Linked DNA regions of Drosophila melanogaster: all the other regions are linked to region 1. The links are chromatin contacts, called in public Hi-C maps. All regions are on one chromosome and are shown on one strand. The core of a region is the stretch at or near the end of the contact, and the rest is flanking DNA. Distances in the headings are between cores, read along the strand shown. Region 1 holds the start of nrv1 (nervana 1). Region 2 holds the start of CG11050. Region 3 holds the start of CG13766. Region 4 holds the start of CG31635.

The links. Hi-C and Micro-C count contacts between places; a contact is called where the count stands out from the background.
Region 2: a contact with region 1 is called in a Hi-C map of the OSC cell line, with 4 times the contacts expected there. A contact is called at or near these places in 9 of 107 Hi-C or Micro-C datasets (the Kc167 cell line, the OSC cell line, the S2 cell line and 4 more) and 1 of 7 datasets of targeted methods (the Kc167 cell line).
Region 3: a contact with region 1 is called in a Hi-C map of the Kc167 cell line, with 6 times the contacts expected there. A contact is called at or near these places in 4 of 107 Hi-C or Micro-C datasets (the Kc167 cell line, cellular blastoderm embryo, embryo and 1 more).
Region 4: a Hi-C map of the Kc167 cell line shows a contact between it and region 1, with 3 times the contacts expected there. A contact is called at or near these places in 7 of 107 Hi-C or Micro-C datasets (the Kc167 cell line, the S2 cell line, eye imaginal disc and 2 more).

What each region holds. Positions count from the first base shown.
Region 1 is chr2L:6,785,456-6,788,893 of dm6, reverse strand. It overlaps nrv1 (nervana 1), which reads left to right and starts at 2,033. Exons shown (of 4, transcript NM_057819.4): 1 at 2,033-2,612. The coding sequence starts at 2,480.
Region 2 is chr2L:6,609,630-6,612,903 of dm6, reverse strand. CG11050 reads right to left here and starts at 1,893. Exons shown (of 5, transcript NM_135208.6): 1 at 1,636-1,893; 2 at 264-419; 3 at 1-123. The coding sequence starts at 338.
Region 3 is chr2L:6,564,587-6,568,166 of dm6, reverse strand. It overlaps CG13766, which reads left to right and starts at 1,986. Exons shown (of 1, transcript NM_001298752.1): 1 at 1,986-3,580. The coding sequence starts at 2,050. The coding sequence ends at 2,997. It overlaps Ent2 (Equilibrative nucleoside transporter 2), which reads right to left. Exons shown (of 1, transcript NM_001298751.1): 1 at 3,458-3,580.
Region 4 is chr2L:6,647,129-6,650,563 of dm6, reverse strand. CG31635 reads left to right here and starts at 1,450. Exons shown (of 8, transcript NM_001273210.1): 1 at 1,450-1,534. Tango1 (Transport and Golgi organization 1) reads right to left here and starts at 1,176. Exons shown (of 7, transcript NM_135214.4): 1 at 884-1,176; 2 at 1-777. The coding sequence starts at 1,031.

The sequences.
Region 1 (3,438 bases), core at 784-3,283:
GTTTGGACCAGGATAAACTGGTTGGAGATATGCGGGAGATTTGAGGGAGTTCAGATGAGCAAAAGAGAGAGAGTCCAACAAGGCAGTTACTTCGACAGTTGACCGTTAAATGGATATAACCGGTCAAATCCAATTGGGCAATGTATGAAGTTACAGTATGTAGACTTACTTATCACCGGTAAATTATATACGTCATTCAAGAGGTATTTGTTCGTCATTTAGCTAGTTGAATGCACCCCTTAAGGGATTCGCAATTTTATTCTAGCCCGTGATTGCAGCTAACCAAATTATCATAGTTATTAAAGACCCATTTAGGATTAAACACCTCTCGTCTGACAACCCAATAAACCGAGATGCAGGAATTGCGCCTCACAATTGAGTTGACTCCACAACGTAGCCACCCTGGCGTTTTCAAGTGTCATTTAATCAACTTGTGATGATTACAACGATGGAGCACCGAGATACAATAACATAATGCCGTGGCCATTTATCCGTGCATCTCCATGCCCACAATCAGCAGCAACAGTCTAAGAATGAGGAAAATTGGCAATGGCAACCCATTGTTGGGGGAGTTGTGGGTTCATGTGGCAAGGGGCAAGGGGGTTGCCATGCAGAAGGAAGTGCACATTTAAGGGAATTAATCAACTCGAAAGTTCTTGACACTTGGCAACGCTTTAAACACTCGACAAAAAATCCTCGTAAATTTTCTACCATTTTCCCTAAAGATAGTGCTTATGAGGTTCTTTTTGAAATTCTTAAGCCATTATATGCAAATAGTTATGGAATATAAGAGTAAGAAACAGTTTATTTTTCTCAGTGCAGCGTTAGCATTATCCAGATGCTGATGACGACGAACCATGATTGAGGAACAATAACAAAGAAAGTTTTCCCGATTTCCGCGTGGAAATTTCCGAAGCACAGAGCGCCCAAAAAACTGATCCACCCGTTTGGGGAGAGCGTGGAAAAGCAAAACAAAGCGCAGTACAACACAGCACGCCAGCATAATGAGAGTAACAATGGTGGTGGCGATTGTTAGGGGGAGGGGCGTGGGTGGAGTGTGTAGTGGAGCCAATGTACTCAACTCTCCGCGCATGTCAACGCCAGAGTGGGAGAACGGGAGATAGAGAGAGAGAGTGCGACTTGTGCTAGTATGCGTGTGATTTTCTTTGTGCTTTGTATTTTAATATTTATAAAGCAGGAGCGTATCACATTCTTAGAGGGTGAAGTGCGGTCTAGGCTCCACAGCCTTTGAATGCAAAGCACTTAGCTGCACTGGCGAAAATTGCATGGCCCAAGCAACTGCCCTCGGGTGTGTTGTTGTCTGGCCACTGTCTGCACTCAATCATTTATTCTATTTGCGTAGCCAGCTAAGGAGATGGAGAGAGATAGAGAGAACATTAAGAGGTAAAACACACACGAAACCCCCAGCTCACACACACTCACACCTTAGCCACATAACCTCCCCCCTGGTCCAACGCTTTTGCTTTGGCCTTTTTCATGTTGCTTGGCAAAGTGTCGAATACGTTCAACAGCTGTCGACGTCACACTGCAAGAAAATTGACCCTAGATACGTGGAATGCTTTTTTGGGTCACGTTTCGTATACCCAATAACATCTGAGAGTTTAAACAAAGACGTCAGCCCACATTGCGGATGAGTAATGTCCTGTAGGAATCGCTTGCAACAGAATTCTTTCTAAGATATCACTCACATGAGCTTGAAATGGGAAACCAATGCGTTATTAGACTGCTTAATATCGGAAATAATAGAAATACCTACATATCTTGACGATCTTAAGAGTCAATTTGGTCAGAAAAGTCTTCTTTGCTTTTTACCTTAACTATTTATCTGAAAATGTACCCCGTTTTCCTCAGTGCTCAATCACTCTTATCTTGAAGCTTTTGTTGCGAGAACGCAAGAGATAGAGAGAACGAGAGAGAAAGAGCGAGGCGCGTGGTGAGCCTGTGTGAGTGTTGAGGGGCGAAGAACACTGGTGCTGAGTTTTCGCCTTGCTGGGTGACTTGGGGCTGCGTTCGGTTAGTTGGTGATCTTTCGCCGAGAGCGCAACACGCAGCACGCATCGCCATTCGCAGTCGCAGGAAGCAGGGAAACCAAGAGTTGGCAACAACTTCTCGTGGCTCCCAGCCCGTTTGTTTGTGCTTCTGATTCGGCTTATTTCGCCCAAAATCGGTTCTAACTTATTTTCCTAACTCTAAGACCAGTCGAGCAGTCGAGGCGCAAATAATTGCATAATTACACGTTTTTCAAAAATATTCAAGAGTACTGCGAGTGCGAAAATAAATGAGAATTCAGTTTCGAGTCTGCTGAATCATCGCATATACACAGCACAACGTATACATAAATCAGTTTTCGTAGCCTTCGCGCCGTCCACGTCATCAACGAAAAGTATAAACCAAATTTTCGAATCGAATCGAATACTGAAAAGCTAACCGTAAACAAGTGCGAAAGAACAGCGCCGCAATGTCAAAGAATAACGGAAAGGGCGCCAAAGGCGAATTCGAATTCCCGCAGCCAGCGAAGAAGCAAACCTTCTCGGAAATGATCTACAATCCCCAGGAAGGCACCTTCTTCGGACGCACCGGAAAAAGTTGGAGTAAGTTCTTTACAACTCTACTGAATAACAAACAAAATCAGTAGACAACTTCAAAATGAATGCCTGAAAAAGATTAAGAATTAGGTTCCATCAAGAGGATAAGACTAAAACCACTGTGAGTCATTTCTATTCTATCCATTGAGTCTGTTTGTGGTTTTTAAATACATACATTTAACATTTTAGAATTAGTTTTAACTCGAAAAATATATAATTTGAATGTTTGAATGCTAGTTCCCAAATTTCCATGCAGTATAGGCACTCCAGTACTTATCTGCATGCCCCTCCGATGAGATATCTGCATCCACTCCAAGCTCCAAGCACATAGAAACAAAAATGCGATTGTTTATTGTATATAACTAGACACTTGTCCGTCATATGGTAATGGAAACTATATATGAGGAGCGTGCGGTCGTATTTACAGGCTTATCAGTCGATTTGGCGAGTCATAGTGTGGGAAACGGGATGAGGTAAAGAAGCAACTACGGAAATCTCCGTTGCGGTGTCTCGAAAATGTTTAGTCAACGCCATAAAATAGATAAACTCATTACGAGACAACATGATGAAGTGGGATTTCTTAAGGCAGTCATAAAAATATTATTAAGAAATACAATCACCTTGAGCAACCGCTGGCAATGTGATAATGGCTAAGTGAAAAGAATCTAGAAAGTTTTAGAATCGAACATTAAACATATGTGTGTTCATTTGGCTACACACGTTCAATCTACTAAATTGTTGAATTGCCTTTTTAATTAGGCTAGCATATTTCAACGTTAATGCGAATTCTTGACTTTCGAAAATGGACACGGATCCACGTTCCCAAAGGGAG
Region 2 (3,274 bases), core at 644-3,143, 180 kb after region 1:
CAAATCCGACTCTGATTCACCGTGACTGCGACCGTCCGTGTGCGATGGCGAACCGTGACTGCTGTTGTCGCCGAACTTCGCTTGACTAGAGTGCTTTGTGGCGGCAGACGCTGTGGCTGTGCACTGAAAAAATATGTGGGTTATTCAAATCTAGCGTTGTAAAACTAAATGATAAAAGCAATACAAAATCTAATCTTGTATTAATTTTAAGCAAATATGCATGCAAATTGATTTTAATTATACGTTAAACTAATTATTTTTACCAGTGTCTTTGTGGCTCCCGACGTCACGCCGCTTGCTGTCGCTCGGAGCAACTGCTGTAGTTGTAGTGAGAACATCGCGACCACAGATGAGATCAAATTCAGATCGTGGGCCACAAATTTGTAGCCTGAGTCAAACACGTGATGTGCAAGTGGCGTCTGTAGGTGAGAAAGGGAGGGAAATACATAATCGTAAGTGTTGTTGTCATGAGCAACAATTCGGAACAGTTTTATTGCATGCGATTAATTTGACTGAGAAAATGAGAAATAAAGTGTCATGGGATAAACTGTTATCTACGTTTCTGTTGATTTATGGAAATATGCATATTTAGGCATAATTAAAATCTACTTAAAAACGAATTGAAAGCACTTGATCTGTAATTTCACACTAATTAACAACAAAAAATGCGAGACAAGTAATATATTTTTAAAAATTTAAAGTATTAATACTTTAATGATATTTCCACTTCAATAGGCTGATGCAATGTATATTATGCACACAACCAGTCACTTTTCGCAAAAACACAAAACGAACTGAGGCAATTAAAAATTATTTATTTATTGCAAAACACAATGTCGAAAATGATATTGCTTTTTAAATTTTATAGGTCGTCCAAAGTGCAATCGATGGGCAAAAATAATTAGTTTCTTATCAGCTGTCGGCACTTTTCTTCCCAGTCTCTCATATAAACATAAACATGAAAATGTATGTTTATATGTATGTTGGTACAGTTCGGTTCAAAACAATAACACTAAAATATTACAAAGGATTTAACAGGAATTCCAAGCAATCACAAGAGTTTTAAATCTTAGTTTGCAGTAAATTATGATATACAAAACTAAAGTGAAATAATTAAATAATTTATACATGAATGGAACCGTTTGAAATTAAAGTTTGTTTGCACCTATGTATGTGCCTATGGAATGGAAATGGCTGAAACACACAATCGACTTCAAATTTTGCGCACTATTTTACCGCCGCAGCTGTTTCTCTGATGCACGTGTGTGTGTGTGTGTGTGTAGTTCGGCTACCTGGGTGCAAGAAGTTCCGTTAGAACAGGGGCAGCGAATAAATAGGAAGCGATGCCGAGAATTGACAGGCAGCTCAAGGTGAAGGCGTTCGATCGCGGGGAGGGGGAATTCGTGGCGGTACGTTGTGTGCGTCGTGTGGCACGTAAGCACCGTTAGTTCGTTGCAATGTTGACGACTATGAGCTGCGCCCGCCGATGAGAAACTGAAATGCTTTCTTTTGATTCGGCAACGCGACCGCCGCGGCCACAGCGCTTGTAATTAGATACCATCGCACACCCACACACACACACATCGCACACGCGCACAACTACAACAACAAAACGAAATAGTTAGAATTACTAACGGAATTTATGCAACAGCTCAACAATCTGCATTCTGCATCACCAAGCGCTGTGCATCGTGCTGCGATGAATATTTTTAATTTAATACACCAATCCACTCGATCTCTCGCCCGCCGACGGGCAAATAAACAATGTTGCGCGCTCTTTTATTCAATTGTGTTGGCTTTTCGCAGCAATTGCACAATTGTCTTTTTTCGGTTACACTTTTCGTTATTCTGACCGCGAGCAGCTGTTGGCGTCGGTGTGACCAGGTCACGGCAAAATGCCATCGAGCAGCGGCGGTCAGCTGCTTGCTTGAGTCATCAGGGCTGGGTAAACCGAAATTCGTGGTTTCACTCCGAGCCTTACTGTATTGGTGATAAACTTGGATGAAAACATTTTCTGGCAGTCTGGCAGCGCCCTGCATTTAACACTGCAACAAAAAGGAGGAGTGAGTAAAATAAGTAAAGTTAAAGGGTTAAAGGGCAAAAATGGTTATGGCTTAAATCATTAAAAAGAAGTAACATTTGTGATGATTTATTGAATTCGCAAAGATTTCGCATCAGCAACATATAGCTTGAAGGATTAAATATCCTTCGAAATACTTAAGAGATTTAACCCAAGCAATACCCACTGTGTATCTGTTTTTTATTAATATTTCATGATTCAAGCTCTGTATTAAACCGCTTTCTTGTGTAGCTACTTTGTTATAATTATTTACTTTCCAGATTATATTGCAATCGCTTTCTGACAGAAATAGGTCGCCAAATAAGTCGCTTCTAAGGCAGTTAAGCGCGGAATGAGTTAGACTAAAACTGTCAAAACGTCAACCACTAAGCCCAAAATGGATCCAATGGATCTGGAGGGCAGTGCGACCACAAGCCAATTTAATTGATTCCAGCCAACTGTCACGTTGGCAGTCGCGTTTTTGGGGGACTGGGCGATAATTTGGACGGCTTCCGGTTGGGCGATGCGGATTATGAATAAATTTAAATCGACGGTTACGACTTATGCATATTTTAGACAACATTACCGCACATAAATCCGTTGCATCTATTATGCAACAGCGCTTTGCTTGCGGAAATGATTTATTTATGGGTCAACTAGCAGTCAAAGTGCAGGCTTATTTGTATTTTTTTTTGTAACTGCGTTTGTGGAAATCCTCAATGGAAAATGTATTAACATTTATTTTATCGGCGGTATGCAATTAAATTGGTGTAATCTTTTGCGCAAATTTCATAATTGATTCGAATAAATTGCTGCACAATTTTACCCATCATCAATTTAAAATCTTTTACAATGGCATTAGGAAAAGTTGTAGCACTCAGTCAACAAAAAAGATAGAAGTTTGAATATATATATCCTTTATATATTTACTGATATAGATATGCATGATTTTGCAACATCAACTTATTTTTGCAATGTCCCAAGGACTTGATTATCTTCCGGCGCAGCTGAATCTCTTTGAGGGGCATACCAAAAATTTTTCAATTTCAGCAGATGCAACTTTTCATCCATTTCCTTATTTTGCTGCGTAACTGGCAAGTGAAGCGCTAATGAAAAACTTTGACAGAAAACTGCATTCCTGCAGGGAAATTGAAAGCCTGCGCCGAATGACAGGAAAAATTGCGAATAAGAAGAAGTTGGAGGACAGGCACTAAG
Region 3 (3,580 bases), core at 737-3,236, 220 kb after region 1:
GGCCAACTAAATCAAATCCTCACCTCTGGAGTCCGAATTAAAAATGAAATATTGCACTCAAGCTGCAAGCGGGATTCTTGGAAAATCGAAAATGTAAACCGTGGAAAAGTCCAGCTTGGCAATCTGCATAAAACACGTAACGGGTTGCAGTGCCACGCCTCCCCCCGCCCCACTCCGGACTTTCCCCTTTGTTGGCCACTGAGCACGTAGTGAAAGGACTAAAAGGACTGAAAGGACTAAAAAGGCGGCACGCAAATGGCCACAAAATGTTCGACTGGCATGCAATGGCCATCAGTTTTTAGGGGCCAATGGACGCGGGCCAAGTGGAGCTGGGTGTTTTCGGTGGAGGTCTTGCAAACTTTCGACTTAATTGGCCAATTGTTTGCCAAGGCGCTGAACAAGAAAAAGTGTTGCATATTTGATGCCGTTTTACACATTTCTTTCTCCGCTTTTTCTTTTCTATGTAGGCAGACCGTGAATCCGCAGCGAAGGAGGTGGCAAGTTTTAAGAGCCATCGTTTTGGCAGCTAATAATTTATCGACGCGATTTCGGCGGGCGTCTAATTGCCACCCAGGAACAAATATGAAAATATTGTGTATAATGCACGGATGGCATAAATGGCATGGTTGCCCGCTCTAATCACGCCAGTAATTGAGCCGCCACGATGAAAATGTCCGGCACAAATTGCCGGCCACTTAAATGGAGAAACCCGAAGCGGCCGGGGCAGGAGTATCTGTATCGGTGGTGGAGGAGGATTCGCAGTCACGGCCATGACTCACGTATGTCACCACGGTCATTATCCAATTTCAGTGGCCTACAATTGGGTGGAAGTATCCTTAGTCATTGTCATTATATAACACAAATTTACTAAGCATTGTTATTCATTAAGTTAAAGAAACCACGTAGCAAAGATAATTGCTACTTTTGACCATTATTTACTGTCTTTGAAGTACACCTTATTCTACGACAGCCCAAATGTGTTCTTCTCTTATTGTATGTTATAATTTATAGGGTATGTATATGTGCTCGTATGTAATCAAGAAAGGTGTCAGCTTACAGCAAACATGATGTGGGTTCAGTGACCTAATTTCTCCACCATTCCAATTTATGGCATCTACGATAGCGATGGAGTGTACATTTTAAATGTTTGCTTTAATTTTTTGCTCCGATTCGTTATTCCGGGCACATCAGCTATTGCCACCATCCCGCCACTAATGCCAATCAATTGGCGTCCCATGTCCTGACAAGGGTTCCTCCGACAGTTGGCTATTTTTGCGCTATTGTGAAGGCGAGACGCAGACTACTCATACTCTTGAATTTGGACTCTGGACTGAGGGAAAGCAGAACTCCATACTGCTGCAGGATAATGCCCCTACAATACATAAATAATTTACATTTCGCATGATCACGCACAAATCATGCGAGCCAAAGAAGCGCGGCAACAGTCAGACTGGGATATTGGCCTTTGGTTTGGGGCCTTTCGATTTTGTTGTGTGGGATGGGGAGGGGGTCATCCTGGGGGCGCCGAATGCCGCAGCATGCGCATCAAAGTGACAGTTCAACATGGAAACCCACTCAAAATGTTAATTGATACGTATGCAATGCGATTTGCGGGCCGCCGGGCACGTAGAAAGTTTTTCCAATTGCTGTTGTGGCGATTGCAGAAACTTTTAACGCAAGATGTAAATGAAAACTAAAAACAATTGAGATTAATATATATACCTATTATACTTTTATATATAATATTATACTTTGCACGAAAATCATTTATAATATAACATCTTTTATTTGCACTTTTATTTCGCTAATTATCATCTATTAAAAGTTTTTTGAAACAAGAAAAGTGACTTTAGTTGAGATACCGTTAACAGATACCCTCTACTATTTTAGTATATACATACTTTGAAAGTTACTAACTAGTTTCGTAGCATTCAGTATTTTCATTTCAGAATTGCTCGGTATATTTTGCCGCTCGCTACCTGGTCCCACTGTTTTAAGCAAGAACATAATATTGACTTATTTATTTATACTGGCTCTAACTTATTTAAAATGGAGAGGCTAAACGATGACTGTGTATGCAATATACTAGAGTTCCTGCCGCTCGTGGAGCAGATCAAGATGGCCAGGCTAGCGCCGCGCTTCAAAGAGCTCCTCTGCCTAATTGTGTGGCGAAAGCCGCGGTACCGGAAGGTTTCCGTATCTGATTCCATGCTGAAACCTCTGAGTAAGGAGGACTACATATATTTCTTCGAACTGACCAGTCCCGCAATGGAGGAGCTGTACATTTGGAACGTGCACAAAAAGGCGTTCGACTCGTACTTGGGTCGCCATCTGATGCGACCCGAATTGGCCTTCTATCTGCGGCGGGATTACAGCAATCTCCAGGAGCTCTGCATCGCGGATGAGAACATGAACAATAGCATGATTAGCACTATAGCCAAGAGCTGTCACCAACTGCGTAGCCTGAGCGTGTCAAGTGCGTACATCACGGGAAAGTACCTCACTGGACTCTCCAATTTAAAGACCCTAGTCGCACCCGAATGCTCCGTGGAGCTGCCCCATCTCTCAGAATTGCTGGATCAATTGCCACTAAAGCACCTGGACCTAACCTCAAATCGGTATCCCGTGGAGGCGACCATTCTGCAGTCGGAGGGAAGCAAGCGTCTAGAGCGACTTGGCCTATCTGATGCAGAAGACTTCGGCTTCCCACTGGCCGATAGTCTGCCTCAACTAAACACGCTGGTGGTGAGCTACCACAAAGTAAGCAGCCAGGAACAACTGAGTATGCTGGAGAAAACGCGCAAACGTGTGGAGCGAGCCGCGAGAAAATATCCCCAGCGCCTGCATTCGATCTTAGGCAATGTAGTGGATGTGGAAGTGGCCCTCGAGCAGATTGCTGGCCTTGAGAAACGCCATCCCAGGCATACGCCAAAGTTCAATGAGCTTCTGAAGATCGTGTACTTCTTGTCGGATCCGCAGGGCGGAGATAAGAAATGACCTTGAGCTGGTCAGGGCTCTGCCTCGGCTCTTCCCCCTAACTTTGCCCTTGTAAATACATAAATAGGTACTAGACGTCGCCCAAGTGACAAGTGGAACTGATATGTTTATCTGCTACTAGCTGCTCCCACGGTAATTATGTGTCTTCTCAGATAAGGTTCGTTTATTTGGTTATTTTTTTGTTTACCAAATATTTTTCGGCGCCATGTCCAAACAATTCCATCGGCTTTGGAATGGTTTACGCCTCTTTGCAAGATGGCATTAAACTTTGGCACAGATGCAAAATAAAGTATTTCGGAGATTATAATATAGTAATTATTACTAACGTTTAAATCCAGTTTTTGTAACCTTTCTGCCAATTTGAAATTAATTAAATTAGTTTTGTATAAGGCCGTTATCTGCACATTTATTATTTTATTAGAACGTTTTATTTGTACGTTTTCTGTTAACAGTGTTTTTTATCATTACAAGGGTGTCCACAATTTCAGCTGGGCGGTTTCGGTGGCCACCAAAAGAGTGCATTGATTAAATGCTTTGGTCGTGCATATTTGTCCCACTTTGTTATTTCATTCAATCGGATGAA
Region 4 (3,435 bases), core at 201-2,700, 140 kb after region 1:
TCTCTACGATCGATTCGTTATCTTGACTACCTTGTTGGGAGTCGTCATCTGTCTCGTCATCCCCGTAATCGAAATCGTCAGCGTCTTCCAGTTCAGCGTTGATAGCCTGGGGCAGTGGGGGAGGTTTCTCAGCTTCTGTGGCAGGTTGCTGTGCTTTTGGCTCTTCCTGCAATTTAATGGCCTCCGAATTTAATGCCTGTGGCTCTTTCGTATCAACAACTGTCGAGTCGAGATTTGTTGCTTCTTGGGGGTCTGCTGCCGTCTCTGGAACAATGCTACCTTCCGTTGTAGCTGCAATGGCCTCCAGGGGAAGCTCAGTTCCTTCTATAACCTGCACTTGGGCCTTGGAAGCCGCAGTAGGATCAGGAACCTGCTGATCCTGCAGCTTGTCGTGCTCAACCACTATTGAATCAACGGCTATCTCAAGTGGTGACGTTGTAGTCGTTGCCAGATCATCGGTTGACTCAGAGGCGTTAAGAACAGGCTGCACTGTCGTCTCGACGCTCTGAACTGGTGTCTCCACTGACTGCACTGGACTACCAGGTCCCACCACTGGCACCTCGTACAATAGATCCTTATCCCGGACGAGGATCTTCTTTTCCATGATAAAGTCCTTATTGGCATAGCCGCGCCGCCCATTGATGTCCACACCCCACAGTTGCATATTGGAACCGGCGCTCTTGGACAGGACGCGGATGGGGGAGTTGATTTTGAAGGATATCAGCCCCTCACCACCAATGGCGTAGGTGATTTTGGCAATGCCCATCGAAATGATTTCTGCAAGCATAAACCAGACAAACGCAAAATTAATTATGCAATTTTAAGAGACATGGCTGTGCCGGAGGTCCAAGGCTGACTTGTCTGGCCATAGATTACAACTTACGTTCACATTTCGGGTCGGCGCACAGTCGCTTGTCGGAGAGAGTCGCAGCCCACGTCAAAGTTGGAAGACAGCAGATCAACAGGCCCAGGACCAGGGCCAAATCACTCAGCTGGGGCTGCATTGTTGCTTTCTCGTTGGTCAGCCGCATTTTGCATTGTTTTCGGGGCGCAGTGGTCGTGTGAAATCAACTTATTTCGCTGCAGCTACTAATTTTTTGTGTATAAAAATGGGTTCACTTTCAGCTGAGTTGGCTTTTCATTCGTGTGACCGTACTGGGTGCGCCAAGGAATGCTGTGTGGCCTCAGAAAAATACCGAAATAGGAAAGGGGCATTTCGGGTCTGTTTCAACTATTCCACAGATATGATTTATTATCAAATCTTATTGCTGTATTTAATGGCCTTTGAAATTTATATGTTTTAAATACATTCTGTTTAAGTTATCTGAATTCTAGTTCACAGTATCTGCTATCTTTTTCGACTCAGTGCGAATGCCATATACTATGCGCGCCAGATAGCGTTGTGCGAAATAACTCAGATATAGAGAACTTGGAGCAGTTGGTAACACTGGCCAGAGCTCGTAAATTGTTTCGCCAGTTTCGCGGCTCCATCGGAGGAAATTTTGTAAACCCAGTAACTAAATTTGAGTGCGAAGTAAGCCTCTTCACTTTGAATAATCCTAATGCTCGGTTTCGGAACGCTCTGAGTGCTGCAGTGGGTGGCAAACGACAGGACTATGTGCGTGTGTGTGGCTGGAAAACTTCAGCAGTGACCTTGAAAATTGAAGTTTGTTTTTTTTTTCCTTTATGCACTTCACCCGAAAATGTAACGCGCAAAATTTGGGCTAGCTTTTTAGAAAAAAGTCGCCGGTGTCCAACAAAGTACTCAGTGAAAGCTGGCGTATTGGATTCCAATTTATTATTACCTTACGAAGTGTACGGAAAAAGGTTTCCTCTGACATCATATTGTGGAATTCAGAGAGCGATTAAGAGAGCAGCGGATAACTTTGTGTGATATGCCCGATAATGTAGCCTTAAAACCAATAACTTGTGCAGTTTATAATTAAGATGCTAATTTAAGTGAAAATCCGGGAGCATGTGTACAGAAACTTATTGTTTTGATGTTGTATGTTGCTTGCGATTTAAGGGAGTGTGAGCGAGAGGGTGCGTGAAAAGAGCACACGTGGAGGGGTTGCCAGATCGTCGGCAGAGTTTAAAATGGCTTACACGTCGCCAATTCAAAAAATTTTTAAAGAACTAAAACTATAATAGGGCTATTATTTTTAGCTCAGTTTTAATTCAATCACTTTTATTAATTATAATAATCAATGTCCAGTTATTGGAAAAACGGTCTTGCTTCAGAATATGCTTGTTTTGAAATTATTGGTGTTAACGTATTTCGATCGTAATTCGTAATTTCATGAAATTCAAGAATTCTAACTTAGCATAAACAGTCCTTTATCACAAACCTGCGTGCGGGCAGTCTGGCAACACCGCCCGTTGGACACAGCATGAAAATGCGCAACTCAGTTTCTATTTCTATCTTTCGCATTTTCAACGTCTTTGTGATCGGTTGTTGTTGGGTCGCGGATGCCTAATGGTCGATAGCTGCACGCTATGCTGAATGGAGCGCGGTTCTGTTAAATGCCCTATAAAACGCCACATAAACTGATTGGCTGCACAAAGAGTAATCCTTCGCCAAAAGTTGTATAACAAAAAAAAGAAGAGATTTGGGTGCGTGGAAACAAAGTGCGCCAAGCCTTGGTGCGTAAAATCAAATACAAATATCTTGACCGAAACTGATAAAAGTGGAGAGCAAAAGAAACACGGAAATCAAAGAAAAACTTCGCAAAAAACATTAACAACTCAGTAGTCCTCCGACATGCGTGACGTAATTTGTGTATTTATTCTAAAACAAAATTCGAGGAAAAGTGAGCAGTAAGAGCGTGCAATTGTTTGTCCCTTTCGACTGCCTGTGTAATTACCAATTGCAATTTGCCTTTTAATTTGAGTTTTGCATGCAACAGGGCGCGTGTTATTCCCACAAAAATACACACTCACACTTGCACGCAGTACAGCCGCACACACACCCACACTTGCAGAGGCACGTAAACAAAAATGCGAAAAGTGCAGAGGGGAAAAGCGATAACAAACAACAATCGCAAACAATCTGCGACTGGCTTTTCTCGATTTTCCCTCTCCCTCTGGCTCTCTCTTTTGCTTCTCTGGCAATGCAAACGCAAACAAAAACAATAACAATTAGGTAATGTTTTTTATACCATTCTCTTTTGCTCTCTTGCTTCGTGTTTGATAGTGTGCGTTTGCTCTGCGCTTTTTGTCTCTTTTCTTAATATTCCATTTTCTTTTGTTAACATTGCACAGTGGGGTGAAAAGAAATTAGTCGGAAGGGTTAAAGACTGATATTACAGATAATAAATAACACTGTGTTAAAATAAACACGGCTTAACTGTAAATCAAATAAAAAAAGTGAGAAGTGAGAAAAGTGAAGCAGTTACATTCATTACATTACAGAATGATGTACAGTTTTGGACCAAC